Regions from separate parts of the Mus musculus genome. Here region 1 is linked to region 2. Evidence: chromatin contacts called from public HiCAR-type data. All regions are on one chromosome and are shown on one strand. Each heading gives the region's core, a stretch centred on a gene start, on an enhancer-like site or on the middle of the called end of the contact. The rest is flanking DNA. Distances are from core to core; before and after follow the strand shown. Region 1 holds the start of 4930488L21Rik (RIKEN cDNA 4930488L21 gene). Region 2 holds the start of Mmp2 (matrix metallopeptidase 2).

Region 1 (6,854 bases), core at 3,828-6,327, 990 kb before region 2:
TATCCCTATTCCCTGGCTCTTTGGCATATGAACCCAGACACGTTCCTGCACATGCATCCATTCATGGTGAATGTCTAGGTTGTCTCCACTTTTGAACATCCTAGAAGCTACCACTTCTCTCTGGTTCTTTCTCCTACCAGTGACATCATGTTTCACACTAGCAGGACTTTTTGGTTTGGGAACCATTTTCCATGAAAAGTTCAGCTAGACATGTTTTTGTCAGAATGCTTCTCAGTACTATGACTTTGCTGGCTGGCAGGATTTATGGTCTAGATTCTATTGTATAGTTATGTGACCCTTAAAAGACTTTCATGGGTATTGCATACCCTCTCAGGATAGAACCATAATGGATGCTTTTATCTGTAGTATTGAAGGGAAAGAAAGGGAGAGGGGTAAAGAGAGTCAGAGAGACAGAGAGAGAGAGAGAGAGAGAGAGAGAGAGAGAGATTGGGCTGCACTCTCAGTTTCATAGCCCATTAATGGACTTGGGCTCACTTGATCCAAGTCTTTCAAGAAGCTGCGCTCACAAGCAGGAGCAGGGGTGCCCGTCTGTACCCTGGGTTCAGTGCTCTTTCCCACTCTGTAATATTACCCCAGTCTCTTGGGCTGAAGCAGCTGCGCCATAAAGAAATGTCACCTCAGTTCTGACGACATGATGTGTTATGTAACTGGTGCTGCAGAGTAGGCAAGGGGAAGAGGCCTTGAGCAGAGCGTGAACCACTGTCCCTCATCTATGGTTCAGAGGTCAGCCAAGTCCATACTTCCAAGAGAACTGCATAGGGGAAATAAACACCCGCTAATCAATCAAAGGAATAAAAACGGAACTAACCTTTGTATAATGATTTTTATGTTCCTGGCACAGTTATAAGTCTTTCCTATGTTAACTCATTTCATTCTTGCGCCAACTTTGAATAGTTGCTTTGATTGTCAGCCCTGTCTCATAGGCAAGAGGTAACACACACATCTACACAATAGAATCTAGACTTGACATGTTTTAAGGTCAGCAGCCTGGCTGCAGAGTAATGTTCTCAACATCTCTCCACTCCAGAGAAGCATGCCAACTGGTTTCACTAAGTGAGAAGCCATCTGTTTGCCCAGGCCAGTCAGGTTACCACTGTTTCTCCTCTTGCCCCATGTACAAACTGCTGATTGTTCAACAATGTCCTTTCCACCAGGGCTAGGTGGCATAATGAGAAAAATGTGATAAAATACAAATGGGATATAAGTTTAAACCAATTCCTACAATATAGTCAATCTGAGCATGTTAAGACCTTCTGTAATGCAATCAACAAACATGCACCTGATTTTAAGCCCATGCAGTTTTGTGCATGAGCACACATACATATATGCTTTTTTTTTCTTCAGAATTAAAAGTTGTTCTTTTCTAGTGTCAGCTTTGGAGGGTAACCCTGCCCAAATGATTTTCAGCATGAAACCATATCCTATCGCAGGCTTGCTGGTTGCCTTTCAGATTAAGATGGATTCCAGAGGTTCTCAACCTGTGGGCTTCAACCCCTTTGGTAATCCTCTATTTCTAAAAATGTTTATATTATGATTCATGACAGTAGTAAAATTACACTTATCAAGTAGCAATGAAAATAACTGTAGAGCTGGTGGGGGGGAGGGTCACCTCAACATGAGGACCTGTATTATAGGGTCACAGCATTAGGAAGGTTGAGAAGCCCTGGTCTAACTGAACACAGGCTGGCATACAGGGAAATCAAGTGCCCACACCCACATTAATGCATTCACATAAGTACATGTCAGGAAAGTAGGCCCTACTCTGCTCAGATCTCCAGAGTTAACTGACGTAGTGTAGGATAAGCAGCTGAAAACAACCAGTGATATCGGCCTAACTCTAACAGACATGGCCTCCTAAGATGCACAAGAGAATCTTGGCACCCCAGGCATCAAAAGAAGCAAGCCAGTTCCTGAGCACGGAACCGGCTTCCCAAACATGGGGGAAGAAATGCTGGATTCCTATTCAGCCTTCTCAGTCTGCATAAAAGCTTCACCTACTTAATCCAATGACCACAGACCTTTCCACAAGTACACAGGTTCCATCTCAGAATCCACTGAGGTTCAAGAATTGCACAGCCAATTTTTGATGAGATCTGGTGGATTGCTGGCTGTCCTCCTGGTACTCACACCTCAGTGAACAGCAAGAAGGGAGAGAGCACCATCCGTCATCGAGGGAGGATTCCTCTGCTGCTACTGGGTCTGACACTCTGTTCGCACTCACACTGTCTCCGGTGAGCAAGGTACATCTACTTGAATAAATGTGGAGACAGAAGTGGGGAGGGAGGGCAGCCGACAAAGTGACTACAGAAACAGCAAGCCCACCATCTTGAAGAGCAGCTCTCAGTGGGCTGCTACTGTCACCGAGAGATCTTTGGACAAGGGTAGGAAATGCCCTTTCAGATGGCTCTATTTGCACAAAGTAATGGTTGCAAGTTGTCACCTCCCCCCTCTGTTAATGCCTGTCACTCACTAGATGCTGAAAGCACCACAGGCCTGAAGCCAAACAAATGGTCTTGACACCCAGTTATAAAGTCAAGGTCGGCTGGGAGGAAGCCACCATCATTTTGGCAGACAATGACCTTTCAAAACCGCCACCTTCCCTGACAGAGTGGTATGCTAAAGCCTCAGTTGTAAGGGCTGGGATGTTTGTATGAACAGCGATATCTTCAATAGGCAAATCCTTAAATTTCTTAAAAAATTGCACTCCAGAAATGAATGTTCCATTTCATTCTGCCTATACAGGTATAGACTTCTAGGTAGCAAGCCAAGCCTTTTTGCAAACTTTAACCTCTACTTACTGAAAAACAAAACAAAAACCTAATGCTCTAGAGAATGTGGGGTAAATACCCCAGCAAACATTGCACCTCGAGTCAAGGCAAATTATAATGTTCAGAGCAACTCCAGCGGTCATTTTACAGTGCCACGTCCAAGCATCTGTCACCCAGTGTTCAGAACTGGGAGGTCAGTTAAAGTGACACTATTGATTCTATGCATCATAAAATATAATTCTAAGACATTTCTTTGCAAGGGTTCAAAAATCCAATAAAACTTATACTCGCCTTAAAATTTTTATTAGTCTGTGTAAAAGCATCCCTAATTACTGAAACAATGATGAGGGTATATCCCACGTGAGGTCACAGGCCCCAAACACAAGCAAAGTGCCACGCAGAGGAAAGGAGCCACCCCTACTCATAGGACGTGTGAAGCTGCACTTGCACTACTTCAATCACCACCGTTCGTGTCTTGGAACTTAAATGTTGTATATTGCATGACAGAGACCTTCCAGACACTAATCCACAAATGCACACGAGAGAGAGAGAGAGAGAGAGAGAGAGAGAGAGAGAGAGAGAGAGAGAGAGAGAGAGAGAATATGAAGGTAAAGGCGGTGCCAGCAAGATAGCTCAGAGGATAAAGGCACTTTGTCACAAGGCTGGCAATTTGAGTTTGATCTCCGAACCCATGCAAAGGTAGAAGGAAGAACAGACTCCATGGAGTTGTCCTTTACACACACACACACACACACACACCCCAAAAGATTTTAAACACTTGAGAATTAGGCTTCTGAAAATTGATGCAAACTCCCCCTTATTGCATTGTGCAGAAAAATTCCAAAGGTTTGAGTGTGTAACGGCCCTGGGCTGATGAGGGTAATAACGCCCTGTTCTAGGCAGTGTCTCTGCCTGCCAGTCCCTAACGGCTTCACTAGCTGCTACAGGCATATTCTGATTCCTCCTCATAAGCAGCACCGCAACCTGGACGAGGACACAAGCCGACTGAAGCAGCTCCTTGCCTTCTGAAAACGCTGATGACAAAGGATCTGATAACATTCGGATAGCAATATTCCTCCTCTCAACCCAAAGGAAGGGGCTGTGCTACTAGGCCCAATCCCTGGCTCCTCACAGGGTGTCACCAACGGCAGACTCTCTAACCATCTAATTTCATCTGCCTAGGTGAAACAACACAGCATCTGAATTAACTTACACATATGGCCTGACGGGCTCGTCACCAATCATATTGCACAGGGAAACAGGAAATTGCTTTCTGCAAATGCTACCGAGGCTTTCTGGGCTGGCCCCACCCAGAAAGTACAATCTTCCCCGGCTACAAATGACTCTCACTCAAGTGGTGATCTCAAAACCCATCTCTGGAAGTGAGGACTCCAAAGAATCTGTCACCGGGATACAGTGACACCAACCTCACATTTTGTGGTTAATAAAACAAGTCCTGCATTCGGCTTGGCACAAGTCCCTGATCTGATTTATTTCAGGCTCAGCTCATAGGAAAAACTGCCATTCATGAATGCTTCAGGAGGGCAGGTCAGCTGGGTTTTTTGTGGCACAACTGGCGTGCTCACACCCATTTCTGGTGGACATTCTGATCAAACCTAGCCGATTTCCTAAAGAGATCTGGCACGTTTTGTTCTTAAAGGGAAACAAACAAACAAAAAAAAAATCAATTACAAAAAAAAAATCTCAGTTTTGACAGGCAGTTTTCACAGAAAAGGTGTTTGTGGGAATAGAGAAAGGAAGAAATGCAGGAAAAGAGAAAAATGTTCTGATTTCCGATTAAATAGAATCAAACATCGGACACTTCACCCCATCTTCCTCAGTGCAACCCAATATAAGTCAGACGCACAGGACTTTCCTCAGAATGTCTCCTCAGTCTTCCTTTAAGATTTCGTGCCCCAGGACTTAATCAGGAATTTCCATTCTAAAGTGGCACACGGATCTCCTCAGAGAGCTAAGCTTTCTTTGAATAAAAAAGGCAAGTTGCCCTTTTGGGGACTCGATACGTATTTTTAAACCTCTTATTAAATCAACCTAATTTATGAGGCATGTTCAGGAAGAGCAGGTAGCAAGCTGCTTTGGTGGATGCAAAGTTTCTTTGCCATCCCCTCCCACACCCCCAATTCCACCTCCTTTGCCCTCCTCCTGCCGAGGGTTTCCGAATGTCTTCGGGGCCTTTCCGAAGCCGCCGAAGCCGCTCGGCCCTCTCCGCTTGGACCCCGACTGTGCTCCGAACACTGTCGAGATCCTCCGAGCCCCGCTCCCAGGTCAGGCCGAGCGGAGCCGAACACCGCCGAGCCAAGCTCAGCCCCATCGACTTTTCCAGCCTCGGCTGGGCGCTGTCCACCACTTACAACGCCTGAAACCTCACCCTGGCTCAGGAGGCCGAGGCTTCTACCGGACTCCCGGCCTGCCACAGTGGATTACAGACTTGTGAAGTTTCGAAACCTGCCCCTAAGGAGAAAGAGGTGGCGCGGTTTGCATTTCCCGACACGCGAGGGCTCCAGGCAGATGCAACATGCACCTTGTTGCAAAGAGCAATTCCCCAGGCCCCGCCTCCCCATCCATTTGGACTGCACAAGCCCCAGAGAAACCCCAGGCCAAATTACTGGTGGCTCAGAAGGGTGAGGCTAGCCGAAGGGGCCTGTGAGAAGAAAGCCCCCGGGAGCTCTCGAACGCAAATAAGAACATGCCAAGCAGATGGGAGAAACTGTCTCCTAGTCGCTGCTCCCTACCATCATGGCGCCGCCTGGAACTCGCTTGTCATGCCTGTTACACATGCAAGAATTTTTGCTTCTTGGTTTTGAAACCACAAGCACGATTTGTCTCCCACCCACCTTCCCTCGAAAGGGGCTTTTATTTTCCATTGTTTTCCTACGGGATGCAATTACTTCGGCTATTCTGTCAAGTTGAAAAATAATCATTTTTGTTTACAGCACAGCAACCTCTAATTAGGAGCTGTGTGTGCACGAAGGTGTCACAGCAAAGCGACATGGAATCCTCGCTAAACGGTCCTAACGAACTCCTCCGTCCCGAACTGACAGGCCAACGGAAACAGGGCCAGGAGGCCCGGAAGGCACGCACCCGTTCCCTGCCGGCCACCCCTCCCCAGGCAGAGCTGCCTGGAGGCTCACCGGGAACCGTGGAGTGGATGGGGCAAGAAGCAAGCCAGAGAGGAGGAAGGACGGGCGAGGCTCCTAAGTGGGGAAATGTGGAAAGGAAGGAATATCCCATTTTGTTTTAATTTTCAACCATCACTCAAATCCACCCCCAGTTAATTAGGAGGGGAAACTGATATCTAAGGCAGAAAGGGGGCGGTGGCAAGTAGGGCCTGAAATCCGCATTGAAGGTAGAATACAGAGTGTAAATACAACGATAAAGGCTACACAGTGACTGGAACCTGCGGGTGTCAGAAGAGCAAAGGCTGGAGGGCCAGGGAGGAGAGGGGCTGGAGGGCAGATGAAACTGGCTTTTAGCCCCACAGACCCTCCCACCTCTGCCTTGGATAAGGCTGTGTCTGTCACATCCGCTTGGAAACCCATCCTTTCTCCCCAGTGCACGCCCCCTCCCCTAACCCTTGCTCGCTTTGGGGGGGGGGGTCGTCTAAGCCACAGCCACCAGGAATTCAGCACCAAACTCGTGAACAGCAAACACTTGATCCTCCACCCCAATCTGCTAGGGCTGGGTCCCCTCCATGTTTTAGTCAAGTTCAAAATCACTGCCTCAAGAGAAGCAGGGGGAAGTGGGATTCGAGGGGTGGGGTGGAGGAGGAGGGGAAAGAAGATGAGGCAGAGACAGAAATGGAGGCAGTGAAACACGAAATACTCCACGAGCAAGAGTTATGATCATAAGCACGCCAATAGTGTGATGTTCTGATCAATATGGCGGACACTGTCATTCATACAACTAGAGGCGCTCTCATTCCCTCCCCGCAAACACCGACCCCAGGAGTTGGGGTGGGGGACCCAGAACCAACGTAGGGAGTGGGGGAGGGGAGGCAACCTCGGGTTTCTTCTGTGTGTGCGCGAATTAAAAACCAGGCCTGGA
Region 2 (6,560 bases), core at 3,586-6,085:
AATTTAAATTGTTAAGGTCTTTCTTATTATGTTATATCCAAGTAGCCATATGCATCTAGGGGCTGTCATTTACAGGGTGCAGTCCGTTTTTGCTGCAAGCAGGGTATACTATACTGCATCCTCTGCTATCACAGCCGTGGCTTTCCAGTGTCTGGAACATGCTCTGCTACCTCCATCTGATGAGCATCCGATGTCTACACTTCTCAGTAAGCTGCCCTCGGGATCCCCATGCTTCTCAAATGACTACCTAGCCCTGTTGTCTCTGTGCTACCCCATTCTCCAGCCCAGTTCTGCCTACCCCAGCGTCCAAAGTTGATCATGATGTCAGCCTCCCCATCATGGATTCGAGAAAAGCGCAGCGGAGTGACGTCGCTCCATACTTTTAAGGCCCGAGCAAAAGCATCATCCACGGTTTCAGGGTCCAGGTCAGGTGTGTAACCAATGATCCTAGAAGGGGGAGAAGTGCATACGACTGTGCATATATGCAATTGTGCAAGTGTCTATGTGCATAGAGTGTGTGCATGCATGTGTGCGTGCGTGCGTGTGTGTGCATGTGTGTGCATGTGTGTGTGTGTGTGTGTGTGTGTGTGTGTGTGTGTGTGTGTGTGTGTGTGTGTGCAAGTGTTCTCGTGCAGCAGATGTGTTGAGCAAAACTCACTGAGAACACCCTCCTATACTGCCTTGATGTCTCTACAATCTCAGACCTTCTCATCCCTCATTCTGTCTGGGACAAGGGCACCAGAGAAATAAACAGTACAATATCAAACAAAAGGCAGAGATCTCACCCTTGATCGATACCAGGCACATAGAGGAGAGGTCTTGGCTCAATTAGCAACCAATCATAAAACCACTATAAGATTAAGAACACAATTATCAGCTGGTCATCAAGCTTCCTCCACTTGACCCAGTGACCCACCCAGATGACAATGACAATCACCAACACTTGTAGACCCTTGCTCTGTATCAAACATTGTGGAAACCTTTGATTTACATTTAATCTAATGTAGCTCCTCAACCGCCCCTATGAGGAGCAGATTTCTTAGCCCTGTTTCATTGGCAAGGGTACCAACTCTAAGTGCAAGAGAGTAAGACCAGTGCCTCAATCATTAGTGAATATGAGACTCAAACCTAGCCACACATCAAGAACTCTGTATGCAAAGTCCCTGAATGCTCAGCTCTGAGGAATGACACCTCATGGATCCCCTAAACTAGGAAGGCAATTCCCAAGGAAGCACACATCCCTCAGGGTCCTGACTCTGTGTCCCCCCAGACCCTCCTGGGCACCTGTATGTGATCTGGTTCTTGTCCCACTTGGGCTTGCGGGGGAAGAAGTTGTAGTTGGCCACATCTGGGTTGCCACATCTTGGCTTCCGCATGGTCTCGATGGTGTTCTGGTCAAGGTCACCTGTCTGGGGCAGCCCAAAGAACTTCTGCATCTTCTTGAGGGTATCTTTCAGCACAAAGAGGTTGCAACTCTCCTTGGGGCAGCCATAGAAAGTGTTCAGGTATTGCTGAAAGAGACAGGAACTCTCAAAGTCGGGATCCACATTGGGATGGCAATGCCCATTAACCCCAACTTCTGCCAAACATTCACTAACTGGGACAGGATGGAACCAGGAATCTAAAGACAGTGAATGGAGCCTTGGGCTTTCAAATGAGTTCTGTCACCCACCAGTGGGGTGATTCACTTGTAAAGGGCATAGCTACCACCTTTTATTTCCTTGAATTTATAACTCAGTAGATATTAGCTTATGTAACTCTCTCTCTCTCTCCCTCTCCCTCTCCCTCTCCCTCTCTCTCTCTCTCTCTCTCTCTCTCTCTCTCTCTCTCTCTCTCTCTCTCTCTCTCTCTCTCCCCGTCGTGCAGAGGAAGAGGAAGAATCTAAGAAAAAAATCAGACAACTTAAGAAACTTGCTCAAGAGGACACCACTCACAAATGGCAAATCGGGATTTGACATCAAGCGGTCATGCTCCAGAGCCCATGCTTGAACCCTCAGACCCCAGCTTCTATCTGACTGAACCTCCCAGCAGACCTAGGAATACATTATTTTCCTCATATTTTTTTTTCTTATGAAGAAATTTAAGGATTGTGTCTGGCATGGGTCTGGTAGCAGACCTGAGTTCAAATCTTAGCTCCACCATTTCTAAAAAGATGCTGGCCTTATTCTTTAGATGGTCTGCCCCAAACTACAACCAGCTGCTCAACAAGCAATGTGTGAAGGCCACCATGTGTCAATCCCTGTGCTACTGCAGGATAAACTGATGATCAAGACAGGCACTTTTACTCTGTAAGGTTCAAACCCTGGCGCAAGAATGTGGGTGAATCACAAATGCAAACTTAAATACGTGGGGAAGTCTGGCTGGAATGGCAAAAGGAGCTAGGAGTTCCGGCTTCTAGACTGGCTCTTACCTGCTTGGAGGCACTCAGCAAAGGGCAAAAAGAGGGCATGATAGTAATGACCATAATAGTAATGTAATAGTAACAATGCCTGATGTGTATTGAGTGTTTCCTAAGCGCCAGACACTCTTCCAGGAATCTAGAAGTACCTGACCATCTATCACAAAGATGGTGCCACTATGACCCTCTGACTTCAAAGAAACATCCACTCTGGAAGTTAAATCAGTCATTAGAGATCACCAGGCCAGTAGGTTAACATAGGATGTGCAGGAAGTCAGATCATGTAAGTTAAAAGCCCCCTCTTTCTCTCTTTCTTTCTTTCTTTCTCTCTCTCTCTCTTTCTTTCTTCCTTCCTTCCTTCCTTCTTTTCTTTCTCTCCCTTCCTTCCTTCCTTCCTTCCTTCCTCCCTCCCTCCCTCCCTCCCTCCCTCCCTCTCTCTCTCTCTCCCCCTTTCCCCCTTCCTACCTTCCTTCCTTCCTCCCTTTCTTTATTTTCTCTCTCTCTCTCTCTCTCTCTCTCTCTCTCTCTCTCTCTCTCTCTCTCGTCCTTCCTTCCTTTCTTCTTTTTTTTTTTGTTGTTTTCTTTTGGGAGGGGCGGCTTTTCACTTTAAGTTGAACCCAGTACGTTCCTGTCCCGGTCTTCCCAGGTGTGCACCATCCTTGGCCACCTTATTGAGCTCTCTCCACCTGTTATATGGACGCCTTAGGGAGTGGAGTCATTCCGTCTACACAAGGGTCACGCCCCACAGGTTAAGAACCATTGCTGTAAAGGAAGCCTTGTGGAAAGAGATTTGGTGTCCCCCCCCGCCCCCCCCCCCGGCATGGCATGTGATTCCTAGTCTTGGATAGATTGGGGAAGAGGCTGACTGGAAGATTTCTAAAATGATTGAATAAAGGCAATAAAGAGACATGTCCTGAGACCCAGCAAAGCATCTAAACCAACCCATGGCCAGTGGATGGAGAGTGGGTACCGCTTTGCAGTTGCCTCCCCATCTAGCTTATGTGATGGATGCGATGGATGCTGCTGCCAGGACGCCCTAGAGCCAGGCGCACGCTCACACAACAACTAAGCCGCAGCTCTGGAGTCTGGCCAAGAAGGAGGTCTTACTGGCCGCTGGCCGACCCCAGCCCGGCTCAGTCCGCCCCCGCCCCACGCGCCCTGGCCTTCTGCTCCTGCTCCTCAGGCCTGCCAGCCAGGCGCGTTGTTTCCTTGTGTCCTCTGATCCCAGGGAAAAGTTCAAAGAAACTCTCCTTGGACCCTCCTGGACAACTTCTGCATTAAAACAAGACATCCCTCAAAATGCACAGTCTGCTTCCCTCCAGCCTCAAATTACTTGCCAAATGGTCCCTTCCAGCATCTCACCAAAGGCCTGTCTCTAGATGTGTGCCAAAGTTTCCCAGAAGTTTGCCAAGCCTTGCTTTGGCTATCCTTTTGTGGCCAAAGGCTTATACAAATTATATGCGAAAGCACACACCCCATTTTCAAGAGATTCCCCCTTAAACTGATTGCCCTAAAGGCCTGACAAGATGCTTGCCAAAGGTTCTGTTGCCAGCTCTCCTGTTGGGTCCAAAAGACATTTATAAAGCCCTCCTAGAACCAAATCCCTTAGGTAAGTAGTCAAAGTCCCTATTATTCACAAAAGCAACCCTTTCCAGATGTTTCCCAGGGCAATCATCTCCCTCCTTTGCTTCTTCCTGGTCCCTTGGACGTACCCTGAACTCCCCCAACTTACTTATCAGTGGCCTCTTCTTACCAAAGCCTCCTCCCCCCCACCCCCACCCCCACCCCCGTTGTTTACAAAAGCCAACCTCTCCATCAACTGGCCAAGAAAGAGACCCTCAAAGATGTTTACCAAAGTTCCTCCCAAGGCTGTGTGCCAGTAGAGGGGGTCAGAAGAGGGAGGGTGGCCTGCGTCTTCTATTTCCTAAATTTGTCTAAGCCAGCATAGCAACTTACCACTGCCAACTCTTTGTCTGTTTTAGGGGCGACATCGCCGGGGAACTTGATGATGGGCGATGGTGCAGCGATGGCGCGGCCCAACAGGCAGCACAGGACGCAGAGAACCCGCAGAGGTCCGGCCAGCGCTCCCCAGGCCACTCGTGCCTCCATCGTTGCGCTCCCGGGCTCCGCGTGTCACCCTGAGGTCTCTGGCTGTGCCCTGGGGTCCGCCCGGCTGGCGCCTGCCCTGCACGGCGATCCCCTTACTCTACTGCCTCTGCTTCTCGGGGCTCAGGAGCTCATAACGGGGTCCCACGTCCCAATACACACCACTGCCGCGGGTGCTTGCAGGTCCTGGCAATCCCTTTGTATATCTAAACTCCTGGATGCACACAGAGCCTCCAGCCACCAGGGAAGTCTGGATGCAGCGGAAACAAGGGCGGGCAGACGCCAGATGTGGCCGGCTGGGCTGGAAGAGTGCTGGCAGCACCGGGTGGAGAGGGGAGGGTGGGGAAGTGAGGTCCGACCCGCCCCTCTCCTCCCCACCCCCTTTCTCAGCTTCTTCCCACCTCTTCTTCCATTCCCCATCCCCCTTCTGCCTCCAGCTACCCTGGCCCTTCTTGCTCCCTAACTGGGGGCTACCACTCCACATCTGCACCTAGGTCCTCTTTCTCTAAACAACTGGTGCGAGTCCTGAAGACTCTTATTTAAAGATTGGATCAGGGCCTTGCCTTTGGAGGGATACTGGAATCAGGACGCTGAGCTCCTGGGCACAGGAGTCCAAAAAGTGAAAGTTAGAAACAAGAGGGTCCCAACCTTTCATGATGGTCCAAAGCAGAAATGTTAGATAATCAGCCATAGAGCCACTCAAGGAAATGAATAGAAGTAGAAAGAGCCAGATAGAAATTAATAGAATCTAACCAGCCTTCCTTCTCCAAACTACACGTTTACTTGGTTTCACTGGTGGTCCTCAATAGAACACAATACAGTGATGCACACAGCACTCCAACTTGAGAAATGTTCCCTCTCTTAGGAAAGACAACTGAGTCTGACCTTACTTACTCCCCCCCCCACACACACACACAACTAATAAGAACATTCTAGAAAAGCTTCTTGGACGATGTGACTTCTGAGTTGTTCCTGGAAGAGCACCTTGGGGTACCTGGTGGGAGCAGAACACACATTTCCAGCAAGCTCTATCAAAGGAGATTCCCCCTGTCTTAAAAGTAAGGTTATCCTGCCCCAGGGGCCAGCAAGGATAATCTGGAAAGGAGGTGGGATTAGGATCTAATTAAGAAGCCAGGGCATGTGCTGAGATAGCCAGCATCACCTGCCTGAACAGAGTTGGAGATCCTGGGAGTAGAGTATGTCCTCTATCCCTTGGCTTGAAAAAGCTTAGTGGCTTGGATCTAGTGGTCTTCTGACAAGTTCAGACTTGCCCAGCAGGCTGTAGAGTGGGTTAGCCAGGGTCAGCTGCAAGGAGTCTTTTGGGACCAGAATCTGTAGGAGGGAGCTGGGCCATCTGAGGGGACAGCTCTGGCTTTGGGGAGTAGGGGGTAGAAAGGACCTCTGGGGAGGGGCGATTGTCCTCTGGCTCAGCCCCATTTGGCTCCTGGCCACCCAGTCTTGTGGATAGTCAGAGAGCCAAGCTGGAGAGCGAGTGGTGAAAGCGGAAAAAGTTGTTTCACTTAAGCAGGGGTTGAAAACTCGTGGCTTGTGGGCTGAATAGCATTTTGAAATTTGGGAAGCCTTATGTAAAAATCAGACATTCTGGTTTTGTTTAAAAGTTCCCTAGACCTGGCAACCACGGGTGCCAGTTTCCATATGGCAGCCACTAGCTGAGGCTAGGTCGTCCTCTTCAGACAAGACTTTGTTATTCTCTACCACCTGGTCAGGGATTCACGGTTGTCACCTTTGCCCACATGTCTCCTACTACGTTACGGAGCTAGCCACCTTGAAGGACATCAGGGCTAGACCCCTCTCTCCTACACCACAGCTGTAGAAACAAGGACCTGAGCTGGGGGATGCTATTGGCGAGAGGAATGTGATCTGAATCCTATCCCAGAAGGAGACATCAAGTACCAGAACTGCCTGGTAGTTATTAGTTGATAACTAACTGAACCTAATTCCAGGAACCCCAAACCTTGTGCAATTCTTATCCGTGAAGAACACTTCATGTACCATTGCCTTACCCAGAAAATCAACCCAAATGGGCCTGCCAATC

The links. HiCAR-type assays count read pairs that join an accessible place to other places.
Region 1: a contact with region 2 is called in a HiCAR-type map of astrocytes, with 2.2 times the contacts expected there. The contact joins the promoter of 4930488L21Rik here to the promoter of Mmp2 in region 2. A contact is called at or near these places in 1 of 39 promoter capture datasets (embryonic stem cells) and 1 of 115 datasets of contacts at active chromatin or transcription factors (astrocytes).

Annotation. Positions count from the first base shown.
Region 1 is chr8:93,811,778-93,818,631 of GRCm38.p6, reverse strand. It overlaps 4930488L21Rik (RIKEN cDNA 4930488L21 gene), which reads left to right and starts at 5,077. Exons shown (of 1, transcript NR_026888.1): 1 at 5,077-6,854. The region is part of intron 2 of Gnao1 (guanine nucleotide binding protein, alpha O); the gene reads right to left.
Region 2 is chr8:92,825,572-92,832,131 of GRCm38.p6, reverse strand. Mmp2 (matrix metallopeptidase 2) reads right to left here and starts at 4,835. Exons shown (of 13, transcript NM_008610.3): 1 at 4,355-4,835; 2 at 1,285-1,511; 3 at 299-447. The coding sequence starts at 4,507.